Linked DNA regions of Neogale vison: region 2 is linked to region 1. A link is a contact called in public Hi-C data. All regions are on one chromosome and are shown on one strand. The core of a region is the stretch at or near the end of the contact, and the rest is flanking DNA. Distances in the headings are between cores, read along the strand shown.

Region 1 (7,316 bases), core at 2,990-5,489:
TTTATAGCTCAGAGTTATTTTTCCATAGGATCATAAGCTTATTAATTAACAATGCACTTTCTAAATAGTCACTTAAAGCATTCTTAACCTACATAGGCAAATTTGTCCTTCAAACTCAATGGATGACATTTCAGCCCTTAACGTATCCCATCCCAGCTTTACTGGCTTTATGCATGGTAAGAATAAACTCAAATATCAAGGACATGTTTTATTTTCCTAAATTCACATGCACTTCTCTGCTAACTAGAGGACAATTTACCTTCTTAACTTTAAGAGCCACTACACTGGGGTAAAAAAATTAGAAAAACTATACATTTGCTTTTAATTTTTATTTATTTATTTATTTTTTAAAGATTTTATTTATTTGAGAGAGAGACAGTGAGAGAGAGCATGAGCAAGGAGAAGGTCAGAGGGAGAAGCAGACTCCCTGTGGAGCTGGGAGCCCGATGCGGGACTCGATCCCAGGACTCTGGGATCATGACCTGAGCCGAAGGTAGTCATCCAACCAACTGAGCCACCCAGGCGTCCCTACATTTGCTTTTAAATGTTGTTTTCTGACACCTCTACAACCTGTACTGTGAACTCTGTAAAAGGAGATTTGATGAAATCTCACACATTGTAAATAATCCAAAACCTAGTATTGCATGTTTAAGAAATGGACCTGAAGTCAGCCAGATTTCAATTCTGATAATGCCTCTGCTGTTAAGTAGCTGAAAAGGCCTGGCAGGCAGGTAACACTAGAGTGAATTCAAAAGTTGTCCTTACTGCCACGTTTGCAGCCTACGTTTCCTAAGTTTGTCTTTTAATGGGCGAATTCCAGTTATGAACAAAATCTGCACCTGAAAAGTTTGTGTATGCTGTGAAAAGGTAAGTGCTTTTCTTTTTTTTTTTTTATATGTAGAGTAGAAATTTTAGCAGGCAAAAAGAGCACCCAGGAACATCCATCTTACCTCTCCCCCAGAGTACTCCCCCATCCTGGGGCAAAATGAAGTGTTCTCCCTGCAACCCAGGAGTTAGAACTTCTATTTCCTCCAGAAACAATAAATGGTGGCTAGGGTTAGGACCTCTTTCACCAAACGTGAAAGATGCATCTGTAAGCTGATCTGGGAATCTACACATTCATAAGGTTATCACAGGATAATACTTCTGATTTCTAAAAAGCCAGCACACACTTTTAGAATACAACCCATTTTTACCTCAGCGATTCGTAGCCTTTGCTTTAAGAGTTTAAAGACTATCTACAGGTGAATTTCAAAAATAACATTCTGGTTGAAATGTGTACATAAAAAAAATGTGTACATTAAAAAAATTTTTTTAATTTTTAATATTAAAAAAGGTTATTGAAACGGTTCTTACTCAAACTACAAAAGCTAGGTGAGTCCAACCCTGTCATTTTCCACAAGAGGAAACTAAGGCTCACAATCATACAGGCAGTTTGGCAGGTTCTGGAATAGGATACAAGTGGCATTACAAATCCAGGGTTCTTTCTGATATACACTACCAGATACAGATACTGTCCTAGGAACTAGGGCTAAGCATTTCCAAAAGGCAGGGTCTCCTAACCATGGTTTTAGGTGGTTTTTTGTTTTGTTTTGGTTTTTTTTTTGGCTTCTAAGACTAAAAGTTCCCACAAAAAGCAGTCATTTGATATCATATCAAGCAGTCCAACATATCACATCTCAAACACCATTTTCTGCCTGGCAAAGCCATCCCCCATCTCCAAGGGCCACACCACCCACCACACCCTTCTCTACTTTATCCATCTACCCAGCTGGTTTCTCAGTGACTTCTCAAGACTTCTGCATACAATACGTGCTTGCTTGCCACTAGACCTTGCCTGCAGACTTCTACTTCAGCAGATGTGATCTGTGAGTTCCTCTGTGCGAGGAACGGCGCTAACACCGAAGTAGTTAACACCGAAGTAGTTAACGTCTCTCCTCCTCTTTTGCTGAAGCTCATCTCATCAAGGAAGCCTCCCATGATAAATAAGAGACTCTGGTTTTCAAACTCCTTAAGTTGGCAACCATACTAAGAAATAATTTACATGTGGCTCTATACAGACCTGCTCACATGCACTCTTAAATAACTCAAAAGTTTGACATGCTACGCTGCCTCTTTATGACAAAGTAATCCTCTTCATCTGATTCCATTTCACTTTTTTTTTTTTTAAGTTCTGGAGAGGAAAAAAAAAGTCAAGGAGAACCTAAATTTGTCTGTCAACCTGCTCACGGATCATGACCTGCAAAATTCCCTACTCCAAAAGACGCTGGTTTATTAGGGGGAAAATAAGCAAAGAGATGTGGGACAGGAAAAAAAAAAAAATCCAGGACCTGGGGACAGAGCACAGATCACTAAATGCACACAATACGCAAATGAACACACAATGTCAGATGCTACGAAGCAACAAGGAACTTCAGAATCAAACTGAAGAATTACTGAACACAATACCACACCTCTTTTCTGTCCAAAGTATGATAAATCCCTTCTAGTATAAATGTGAATTGCTATTATACTTTTGAAACTTAAAACATTGCAATTCAACTGTAAAAATCAGAATTATCGTCCAACTTTTGAAACTGACAAACTAATTTTACAAGGAAGCAGATATTGCCTCAGCGTAGCACCACCCTGACGCCTGGGTCAAGAGTAATAACATCAACTAAGAGAGAAATTTGCACCTGAGCAAGCGATGGAACCCAAATGGTTAAAAAAAAAAAAATAGCACTTTTCAAAAAAGCATCGGATTATCTGAATGGTATCTACATGTGACTTTAAAAAACGGAAAGAGAGCACAAAAAGCTTTGGCAGAAGAAAATTAAATCTAAAGGGGGGGCGCAATGCTTTCCACATCATTCCAATAAACAATGGTTCAACAAATTGGTTCAACAAATTGAAAATTCAAAGACATTTCAGCTCTAGGCAGAACACATGTTGAAACTGACTTGTAAAGAAAGGATCCAGGCCACGGAAAGGCACTAACAAATCCCAACTGCGAAGCTTGAAGAGTTCCCATGCATGGTGGTACAAGAAAGTTTCGCCCTCTTCAGGAAAACCGAGTTGTAATGCCTGTTCTGTGCCTAAAAAGTGGTGGCAAAGCGTGGAGGGCGAGGAAGGGCGTGTGAAGAGAGTGAGAGGGAGCTGATGAGAAGCAGCTGGAGGTTTAAAAAGGAACCTGCAGGAGATGGGGCAGACGCGAACATCCTGAAGACCTGAATCCTAGCGGCCACGGTCCTTCTAGGACAACCTGGCCCCCTCAACTGATCGCAAAAGCGTATTTTGACACCGGACGCGAGAGCGCGATACACGGCCGGCAGATACACCAGACTGAAAACTCCTGGAGGCACCAAATGTCACACTTGCTCACGCTCGCGCCCTCCCAGCGCCTAACCCATTTGTTCAACGAAGGGGAAAACCCTAAGAATGAATGAATGGGAGAGGGAAGTCTAGTGAGAAGGCTCGGGCAGGGCCCCAAGCTCGGGAGAGCTCCGGACGCCAGTCGGGGGAGAGCAGGGACAGCGCACCCGGGCGGGGACGCGTCCGGGGACCCTCGGGGCGCACCGCAGGGCGCGGACAGCCTTGGGGGCGCGGGGCGCGCCTCGCCGAACAAAGGAGACGCGAGGTGGCCTGACAGGGGCGCCCGGCGGGGGCGGAGGCCGCGGGCGCTCACCTCGTCGCCCCACTTGAGCACGTCCTTGTGCCGGTCCTTGACGGCGTGGTAGATGTGCAGGAACTGGAGGATCCCGTGCCGCCGCACGTGGTCGGCATGGCGCTTGGTCTCCTCCCAGCTCAGCGGCGAGCCCTGGGACAGCAGCCCCATGGCTGCCCCCTCCTCCTTCTCCTCGGGGCTGACCGCGGCCGCTGGCTCAGCGCGCGGGGCGCGAGTCCGACACTCAGCTGCCGGCTAAAAGCGGCGGAGGCAGCAGCTGCTGCGCCCCGTGGGGGCGCCCTTGGACCACAGCTGGCGGAGGGAGGGTCCGCTCCGCTCCCCCGCGCGGGGTCCTGGCCGCCCAGGTGACCGACTCAGGGGTCCGGCGCGCCGCGCGGACACGGAGGCAGAGGACGGGAGGGCAGGCTGAATGGCTCTCGGCTCGGCGGCCTCGCCCTCCGCCCGCTCCGGCTCCCGTCCCGCTGCTGCTCCGAGGCGGCGGCGACGGACCCTACAGCCACAGTGCGGCAGCGGCTCTCGCTTCTCTTTACCGGTGTCGTGCACTGGCTTCTTCCTACTTGTGACCAAGACCTGCGCCGCCACAGAGCATGCCCAGTCTTCCTATCTGCTCACTCGCAGCTCCAGGGTGCGATCCGTCGCTCCGGATTTTATAGACTACGGGCGGGGGCGGGGAAAGAAGGCGGTGCAGGAGAGGAGGTGTGGCCGAGCGCCCAAAGAGCCTCAACGAAGGCCTCGGAGGAGGCGTGCGCAGGCGTGGTTGGGGCGGAGTCAAAGGGGCGGGGGTGTGGGGAGCGAGGTTCCGCACGCTTTAAGCAAAGGAGATAGGGGAAAACCTGTGTTCTCTAACCCGAAGAGATAAACTTTGAGCTGGGGAAGAAATTTGGTTATTTGAATTAATGAACAACCCAATGTATTCATTTTGAGGTGAGAAAAGGCCTCACGCTCATAAAAAACAGGTGAGAGCTGCAGGGTATGGTAATAATATCATAGCTTGGGAGTCAGAAGAAACACCTGTTCAATTCCAGTTTCCACTATCTACTGACTGTGAGATCTTGGGCACGTTATCTCCATACCCGTGTAAAATTATATGAATTCTGTCTTTTATGGCTGTTGTAAGAGTGCGCACGATGCAGACGTGCTTGGGGTCGATGGCCAATAAATTACCTGGCTGTTAAGAGGAATCAATTTGTCTACAGGGTTTATGTATATACAATGTGTTATTGCAAGTATTTGTGTATTCTCTAAATTAATTATTTGATGACATAAAGTCTTTGGATGGCTCAGACACCACTCATGGCAACAAAAGGGACTTTGTCAACATCTTCAGACGGATGTTTAAAGGAATCATCTCCAACAGCATATCCCCCATCCAAAGCTAATATTCATCCATTATGTGACTAAAATGATGTTTTCATGAGCTTACCAAGGAGAAAATATTAGAAACAACTGGGATTGATCCTGTCATGGTGGGAAAGAGAAAGGCGGTACCTCACCCCCATAAATCTGTGTTGACAGAGTGATGATGTCAAGGAGGGAAAAGAGACAGCAACTAGATCACACATGTACTGAGGCCAGAACGTGTGTATTTATTGTGCTCACATCCATCAACTACAAAGCTAACATTAGTAAGCATTCATTAACTGCTGAATGAATACAGAGCTGTAGGACTCTCTTCTCCCACACCCCTTCATAGTGGATGTGTCCTTCTCAGGGATTGGAGACATGGATACCCAAGGTCTGGCTGTAATTTCCACAGTGGAGTGTGTGTATGTGTGGCGTGCGGATGGGGGCAGGGCTGTGGGGGTGTTTGAAGCTCAGGTGATGTTTCCATCCAGAGCACACAGCAAGAATACAAACCAAAACTCATTCTAACTTGTTCATGGTTGACTCAGCAACCTCATATACTGCACCCACTCTTCCTTTACCCTCTGCACCAATATCACCAGGCTTGTTCAGTCCTGGCCTTCCACTGTTTTTCCCTGCTTGGAATTGTCCACCTGACACATTCCTGTTTATCTGTTGAGTCCCAGCTATTCCTCTCCCTAATTTGGTTGCATTTGTACATGCATCTGTTTCTACAGTAGGATAAAATCATTTAAAAAAATCTCCACACTAGTGACTTCCTCTAAGGGTAGAGATGATTTATATGTTTTGATTTTTTTTTTTAATAGAAAAGTGCTTGTATAAATCTTGGCTTCCTATGGAAGGCAGGGAGTGTAGGAAGTTGGGGAGGCTGTGTTGCTCATGTTTCATATGCAGGAGAGGGACCTAAAAGATCATTTTTTATTCTCAAAATCTCATCTCACATTTGCATAGGCCTGCATTGTTCAACACAATAGCCATCAACCACATGCGGCTACTGAGTATTTGACACATGGCTAATTTGTAAAACTGAATTTTAGTTTTATTCTAACCCAGTTAAATATAAATTTCAAAATTGATATTCCATTTGGTTACTGGAAAACTTTTACATAAATTTGCAGCAGGTCGGGAATGTGAATTTACTTTTGGGTATGTTAAATTTCTGATATGGAAAGATCGAGTATTTCCAATGAAAATTTAGTGGCCTAGGAGAGGTACTAGATTCAAAGACAGTACAAAAATAAAAATGTAAATATTTTATTAATAATCATATATTGACTACATGTTGTAACTGTATTTTGGATATGTTAAGATACAGTATAGTGCTTAAACTAATTCACCTGCTTCTTTTTAGTTTTTAAAGATGGTTCATGAGAAATTTAAGATTATCTCTGTAGCTCGCATTCCACTTAATTGAAACACAGCAGGTGTAGACATTTACACTTTGCAACGCACACACTTTTCTCCTACACCTGCTGGATTTCCTCACAATACCTGAAGCTGGGCTCTTGGGAGAGTATCAGTTTCGTTTTAATGAAGAATACAGGCACAAGGGTGGTTCACTAAGAGACTAAGTTCAAGTCTAGCCAAAGCTCTACGAGGTACTGAATGTAGTGACAGTTAATACTGTAATTTGAGTCATTCAGCCCCAGATTCCGGTTGACACAAAAGGGGGCCTCTCCCACCCGAATTCAGCCAGCACTCTGAAGGGCCCCCGCGCTCTGTTCAATCTCAAATCGGGTGCGGCACGGTGGCACTATTGGGCAGTTAAGTCAAAGTTAAACCATGGTCGCCGCAGTGCCTTTACCAATTACTGTTACAGGTGGAGGGAGGGGTGGGGGTTAACCCACCACAGATCAACTGAAGTCACATTCAACAACAATCAATCCCCTCTATTTGACAGCGTTTTTCATTTTTAAGTTTACTTCTCCTTCTGTACTCCTACGACTAAGTTTTCAGAGACCAGCCCCGGACAGATCTTTTAGGGTTTTCATGGTCGCTAAGCGGAAAAGGCGCTCGTAGACAGCAGAATCAGCTCTTCTCCAGGCCTGCCCAACTGCGGATGCCTGTTCACATACTTCTCGGAAAAAAACCCGGACTCAGTCCCCCTGAATCAACCACCGCCAGCTGCGACAAGGGTTCCCCGCCTCCTACACGGGGTACAGCCGCAAGCCCCGCCTCCAGGACTGCCCGGAAAACCCGGACCGTGGAGCCGGGAGGCTGGCGACGCGGCGCAACCGCGGGGTCGAGCTGAGCATGCTCGGAGAGCAGCTCAGTCGCGGGAGGA
Region 2 (7,316 bases), core at 3,489-5,988, 110 kb after region 1:
CAACACGATTTCATTTCCGAAAATGCAGCTTCATCGCAATGATGACGAACCCGAGTCTGCGACCGGTCAGCTGTGGTCAGGGCGGGAATAAGGCTAGAAACCACCACACTTTATCTGTGATTTCTAAATGGTCAGGGCTGAGAGAGACCAAACGTAGGCTTTTGTCTGAGCCACAAGCAAGTCACTACTTTTTTTTTTTAAGATTTTATTTATTTATTTGACAGAGAGAGATCACAAGTAGGCAGAGGCAGGCAGAGAGAGAGGAAAGGAAGCAGGCTCCCTGCTGAGCAGAGAGCCCGATGCGGGACTCGATCCCAGGACCCTGAGATCATGACCCGAGCCGAAGGCAGCGGCTTTAACACACTGAGCCACCCAGGCGCCCCACTACTGACGTTTTATACATTTTTCTTTTACTAGTCTGCAAGCTGTTGGAACAGCCCTTCAATTATTTGTCATCTCTTTTGTTGTTGTTGTGTTTTGCTGAGGTGAATCATCATGAAAACTAACTCAAGGAGGAAACCAAGAACCCCAACCATCACACAAAGGACACTTCAAAACCACCCACATCTGATCATTGACTAAGCTCTCACTGACTACAGCTTTATTGATAGTGATAAGGATACAGATACACATACATTTTAGTTTGTTGTTCCTTATATAATACCAGAATGTTTTAAAGAAAGAATTTGTTTTGTTTCGCCAGACTTTGGTGAATAAATACAAAGGTTTTTTGTTTGTTTGTTTTTTAAAGGAGTGCCCAAGACAAGTATTTTTTTCCCAAGTTCTCTGGGAGGGAAATTTAGGTGGTCTTTACCCTCTGAATGTGCTGGAGGGTAAATCTTTAATATTTTAGAATCTTTAGTTCTTATAATTACCACAGAGGAGTGTTGAGGTAATTATGCTGTAGTTTTTACTGGTATGAAGAGACATACTGAAAAATAATTCCTTGTAATGCTGTCTTGTACTAGAAAGCGTATTCATCAGTGGCTCGGATGAGGACGGAGCTCATTCAGAGAACATTCATTCAAAAGAGAATGCAGAAGAGTCCTTCAAAGAAGATTACATCAACATGTTTCTTTGTAACTCGGGGGAAAAAATGAAGTGATTCCAGTTTGTCTAGTATCTTGGATCAATTTCTGAAGATATTTGGCCAAGATAACCAGCAAAAAATTGGTCTTTTAATACTCACGTATTTCCAGGGAAGCCTCTAGTTACATGCATGTTTGTAAAATATATTTACTATAATTGCTGCTCTGGCTTAAATAGGAACCATTTAGTACATTTTCACTTCCTTCTTTCCCCAGTTACACCTCTTCGCTCCTAAAACCCCACTACCATCGAATCACTGATTAGAATTATATTAATCTGCACCATCACCGACCTTCTATACTTAACCAGTTTTACACCGGAAGAAGTAAACACGAAACTCATTCAAAGTCACTTAAAGCAACTAGTGCACCAGGGACAACAGCGAAGCACCAAGAGTCTAACTCAAAGCGGACAGACTACATTAAAGTCTTGCTTCCTCGAGACTAGCACATCAGGAATCTGGCCCATTCAGAAAAAGACAGCTTATCCCTTCAGCAGCTGGGGAACTTGCTCCTGCTCTGATGGATTGAACTGATGCTTTTATTTAATCGCAGGACTTGGCGATTACAAAATACACATTACAAAAATTATATGTACTTTCTTTCAGAAAAATAAAAGGAGGTCCGGAGTTGGATCCTGAGGCTGGAAGTGTAACTAAATGTAAGCTCGAAACACATTAGAAATGACATCGTTTTCCAGCTGGGAAACATGGACAAACCGTCACATGTTCTAGGAGCAATGGCTCCAGCACACGAAACAGGACACACGTTATTTTGATTCTCTAGACCTCTATGTCTTTCAGTTGTCCGTGAGAGATGTTCCAGGATAGGACGCCACCCATTTCTCCCACCCTTGTGTTCCACCCTCCTTATCAATTTGCCATGCCAGAAATCCCAGGATTCTAAATTCATACGGTCTTTATTTATTGACCAAACTGTTGAGGCAGAAGATAGAACAGCGACGCACCCGGGAACCTGGTAAGCCCCGAAAGGTGTGTTTTCGGAATCTTCAGATAAACAATATGGAAAATATGTTACATGGCCATTTTAAATGATTTATCCAGAGCTAACATGTCTTCACTCTCATGTCTAGAAAGCCACTGCCAAGTCTGTGGACAACCTCTTACCAAGCTCTGAAGGCTGAAGAACCCTCTCGTTTCAATCTCTCCTCATTCGTCCAAGATAAAATGTTACAACTGATTGATTCCTATTTCATTCCAAGCCTTAGGTCCTCCACGTCACAAAACCTCTAGAATCTCAATGGGAGACACATCTACATCAGGAATTATGCCTATTTGCCCCACTTGTGACCTGTGATCCACAATAAATCACCTTTCTTCCTTTCAAAATTTATAAGATACTATAGGCTGCTCAAGTGTACAAGAATATATTATATTTATACCAAACTAAAAGATGTCATAGCCACCCTCACATAGGTTTTGTTAGTTGTGGCCAAACTAATTTATTAAAAATGAAGTTTATTTTACCAAAGATCCTGCAAGGACAAAAATTATCTATAGTTAGTACGCTGATAGCTTAAGGGGCTCAATGATTTAACTTGTTCCATAAACTTGTTTCTTGTACAGCTTTATTCTCCAGTGTGGCCAGAGAATGAGTCAAGGGAGCAGGTGCCTTTAGACCTACTCCCTACTTGGAGAAGCTCCGAATGTTCTGTGTGGGGTGAGGAGACAGCCCAGTGTTTTTACATTAATAATGCCTTGTTCTTAGTTTACAGTGTTGTACGCTTTACCAAGTGTTACTGTTAAATATACATAGACTGAATTTTTCATAAGGGGCGATGAAATAAAATTGTTATTGATTGAAATAAAATTGTTCCACAAAGTGTACTATATGAATCACTTTTCACAGTTCAAATAAAATATTTTAAATATAAATATTGTAACTCTAGCAACAACCTAGCTACACAGGGTAGGAGAAATGGGATTAATGAAAACCCAGTTAGATTTCCGTACATCTCATGGTTAACCATTTAAATAGTTTTATTTTTCAAAAACCAATTGCACATAACCCATAATTGATAGGCCACATCTCCAAAACAAATAAACCACCAAAGAGTAGAGTGATTAATTGTAAGAAAGGAAAATATATATCATTTACTACAATCATTCCCTTGCTCTAAAACTTGGCAAATATGTAAGAAAAATGATATCCAGTGGATACATTTTAATTTGCAAAGCTAATTTGGAGCAGATGAAGTTAAAACATATAGAACAGAAGGGCATTATTATGTCCATGTGAAATGAATGTGTTAGAGTTTTAATTAGGAAATCAGGAGAATTGCTGTGAAATGGGAAACGGTGACATTTACCAACAGGAGAAGCCATTCATCCTGTTACTGCCAAACCTAAGAATTCCAAATGTTCCCTTCATTCTCATCCATATAAAAAATGAGGGAAATCAAATTATTGCTATCAGTCGTATAATCTACGGGATATATAAGCTTTAAGTTAATAGTCCTTACAGCCATAGTTTTATCTGGTGTTCTTCTTGGGGCATATATTAGGGTCAAGGTTGCATCTTTTTAGGGTCAAAGTAAGACTGCCATGATACTGGCAATTCCTTTAATAGGGGACAAAGGTTAAAGTGCAAATACGTCCAGGAGAAACAACAAAATGACTGAAATTTACAAAATTTACACCATAAACTAAATGACTAGTAGCTTCTTCTTTGAGAGCAAGTATTTTTCGATAGCAAATACCCTGGGGACTGAGGCACAGAATTAGAGAAGAATTAAGGGATAAACCAAAGGGATCAGTGTGACAGTCCAGGGAGGAATCCCTGTTACTCTCCAGTCAAACCTTGTTTTAAGTTTTAGAACTTTATCATGGGACGCCTTTCAATATTCTTTACTCAGTCGCGTAAGGGAAAAGAAACTGTATTTAAACGTAGAATTTAATCTTTATGGATATAGATGGACTTCCATTTTAAAATAAAAGCTATAACTGAACACTTTTAATTTCCTAAAGAAAAAGACGAGAGAAGAAGATCAACTTTCGTACCTGAAATTGCTTACTCACATAAGCTTCATGTGTACTAAAGGTAGAAGAAAAATCTCAAATGTGGGTGTAACCGCTATCCACGAAGGGGCCATGCCCCGGTGGGACGAGTGCCTACGACGAATTCTGTCTGCCACCTAGTGGCCGCTGAAATAAATGGTTTCTTTTCTTTGTTGGCCAGGGCCCCGTCTTTTGCCTTTTTTTTTTTTTTTTTAAGAGGTAGATTACGCCCGCCCTACCAGGAATTCAAAACTACCAAGACAGACGCCTCTATACGGCGTAAGATACAATCATTGTAGTAAATGGTACGTATTTTCCTTTCCGCGAACCCACGAACGCCTGTTTGCCCTTCCTGCGTCCCCGCAGCTACCTGGGCTCAGATACTGACTGGCACCGAGGACACCGAGCTGGCTCGGGACTCCCGGGTCACGCTGTTGGGCATCGAGAGGGTGCAGCAGGACACGCCCACGGTGGCCTCGGGCAGCTCGTCGTCCTCCGTCCACTCGTTGAGCTCCGGGCTGAAGCACTGGATGCACTTCTTGTACTTCTTCTCGCCCTCGTTCCAGCCCCCCAGCAGGTAGGCGCGGCCGTGCAGCGCCGAGGCGCCCGCGGTGCTCACGCCCACCAGCAGCGGCGCCGCGTAGCTCCACTGGCCGCTGGCCGGGCTGTAGCACTCCACGGTCAGCACGTCCACGCGCTCCCCGCGCGGCCCCAGCTGGCTGCCCCCCATCACGTACACCCGGTCGGCCAGCGTGACCGCGCAGTGCCAGCCTCGCGGCGTGCTGAGGCCCGGCAGCTCCTGCCACGAGTCGCCGGTGGGGTCGTACGCGCACACGGAGCGCGAGTACGCGCTGCCGATGTAGCCGCCGGTCACCAGCACGCGGCCGTCGGCGACCGCGCTGGCGTGGCAGCAGCGCGCCACCTCCAGGGGCGTCTTGGGCTGCCACTGATTGGTGGCGGGCACGTAGCACTCGAGCGAGGCCAGGCTGCCTTCGGGATTGCGGCCGCCCACGGCGAACAGGAGCCCGTTGAACACGCTCAGGCTGAAGTGCGTGCGCTTCTGGGTCATGTTGGCCAGGTGGATCCAGGTGTTGAAGCGGGGATCGTATCTGAAAATGGCAGAGCAAGTGTGACAGCCAGGTTGGCGGCGGCCAGGGACCCACGGGACGCCACAACCCACGGCGGGGCCACGGTGACACTCTTCAGGCAGGGAGGCTACGCTAGGCACAGAACGCACTTCCTCACCAGCAGGCTGGGGTTTGTTTCTCAGCCAGTGAAGTGTGACGAGTTTGCGACTCCCCCCTCCTCCCGTTTATAAAACCGTTGCCTTTATCGGGCCTCTTGGAGAAGTCCCCACAGAGGCCACTCGTCAGTCCTCTTCTCCCGTACTCCCACATCATGGGGGGAGGGGTGTGTTTATGAGACGGGAGCTTGTGGGGGAGGCAGGTGGAAGCTGGGTATCTGTGGCAATCAGAAAGGGAACCCTGCCACATTTAAGTCAGTTCCACGCATCTTCAGACACCAGCCATCCCTGGCTCATTCTTACTGCTTAATTAGATAGCAGTTGGCTAACTGGACTTCTCCAGGTCTGGCAGACCCCTGGCCATTGGAACAGTAAAGCTACGTCACTCAACCAAGTCTTCTATCTGCTTAGAATGAGATCAATGGAACTCATGTCCAAAAGCATCACCAGAGTCTTAACTTTCGATATTTCTCTATTTTCTAGCACTTATCCATAGGTAAGATTTTTCAGTTTAGAGATCTGTCTTTTCAGTGTTTGACATTAGTTATTATAACTACTGAAACCAATACTGCAAAAACGGTTGAGTACCCAACAGAGTTATCAGCAGGAGGAAAATAAGCAGTCCTAGAAAACCTGTTTTAAACTGTTTACGTAGTTCCAAAGCATTGTAAACACAGACCTCCCTGCAATAGTTTGATGTTCCTTCATTTTTGTCCCATTTAACCTCCAAATCAAAACTTAACTATAGTTATAAAGGGCAAAAATCAGTTAATTGGATTCATTTAAATGACACACAGACATAAAATAATAAAGGGTATTTTCATGATATGCTTTATAAATTTTTAGATCTTCCTCATCAGTTATGATGAGGTATATCGTTATACCACGATGTAAGCATGACTTCCTGACATTTCATATATATATGAAAGTGTTTTTATTATAAATATACACAGACAACATGGCATTCGAATTCCATTTTCTGAAGGATATATTATACCCTAACTATTTCTACATGCATGAAAGAAATTGACAGTTTTTATAGAATTCAGTCTTCAAAAAATATTAAGAATTAATGACCTGCCACATTTTAAATGATCTCATTGTATTTGCCAATTATGAATCTGACAGTCATCAGTAATAGTCATTTAAAAGAAATTCTGTATTATTTTGACCTTTCTTATTACTCAGTGTTAAAAACTAAATTTGTACCCAGTTTGTTTTCAGAAAAACAGTGTACTGTGAAGGGAATGTTACTATAAATGAGAGAATATGAATTACCACTCACTTGTGGTATAACTTGTCTGGGTATCAGATGTCTTACATGTAAGATCTGAATAACCACATTTTCCCAGCTCATTTCATAGGCTTATTCAGAAATCTGGAGTGCATTTTATATATGCATATAGTTGATGTAATGTGGACTTTTGTACATATGTAATGTGGCATTATTGATTTACTGAGCCAATGAACTAAGCTAACAGGCAGGACTCATTTACTTCTATGTCAGAGCAATTTCCTCACAATACTGAACCATTTCAGTTCCTAATAAAGGATCAAATACCTGCAGAAATTGCTGACTGCATGCTTGGCTTGGTTTCTAGCATCATTCTGGTCTTCTCCACCAGCCACATAAAGAAATCCATCCATCACAGCCACACACTGATTAAAACTCTTGGCTGGCATTTCTGTAAGCTTGCTCCATCCATTTTCAGGGTCTCTGTATAGGATGTCTCTACTAAGGGACTTCTCCGTAAGGCCTGGACGTCCCCCAACAGTGACGAGGACTCGACAGCCCCCACGGATTCTTGTGCGCCTAGACTGCAATGTGTTTTGACGATATGGAAGTAAGTGGTAGTTCATAGCATCTACAAGAAGTTTGTGACAATCAGCGTCTTGCATCATTCTTGGTACAGACTGAACGTAATTGACCAGGTCTTGTGCAGAGATGGTACCAAAGCGGATGTTGCT

Evidence for each region. A called contact is a pair of places that touch in the nucleus more often than the background predicts.
Region 2: a contact with region 1 is called in a Hi-C map of muscle, with 5 times the contacts expected there. The contact joins the enhancer-like site here to the promoter of GCLC in region 1. A contact is called at or near these places in 2 of 3 Hi-C or Micro-C datasets (fibroblasts and muscle).

What each region holds. Positions count from the first base shown.
Region 1 is chr1:99,525,181-99,532,496 of ASM_NN_V1, forward strand. GCLC (glutamate--cysteine ligase catalytic subunit) reads right to left here and starts at 4,240. Exons shown (of 16, transcript XM_044252954.1): 1 at 3,668-4,240. The coding sequence starts at 3,817.
Region 2 is chr1:99,630,868-99,638,183 of ASM_NN_V1, forward strand. It overlaps KLHL31 (kelch-like protein 31), which reads right to left. Exons shown (of 5, transcript XM_044252977.1): 4 at 6,910-7,316; 5 at 449-5,214. The coding sequence ends at 4,482. Among named protein-coding and RNA genes, the nearest start is that of KLHL31, 73 kb to the right of the region's middle. Within about 2 kb of position 4,739, the one cell type or tissue checked has open chromatin away from gene starts, as enhancers often do. A contact at or near this core is called in fibroblasts, where this site is marked.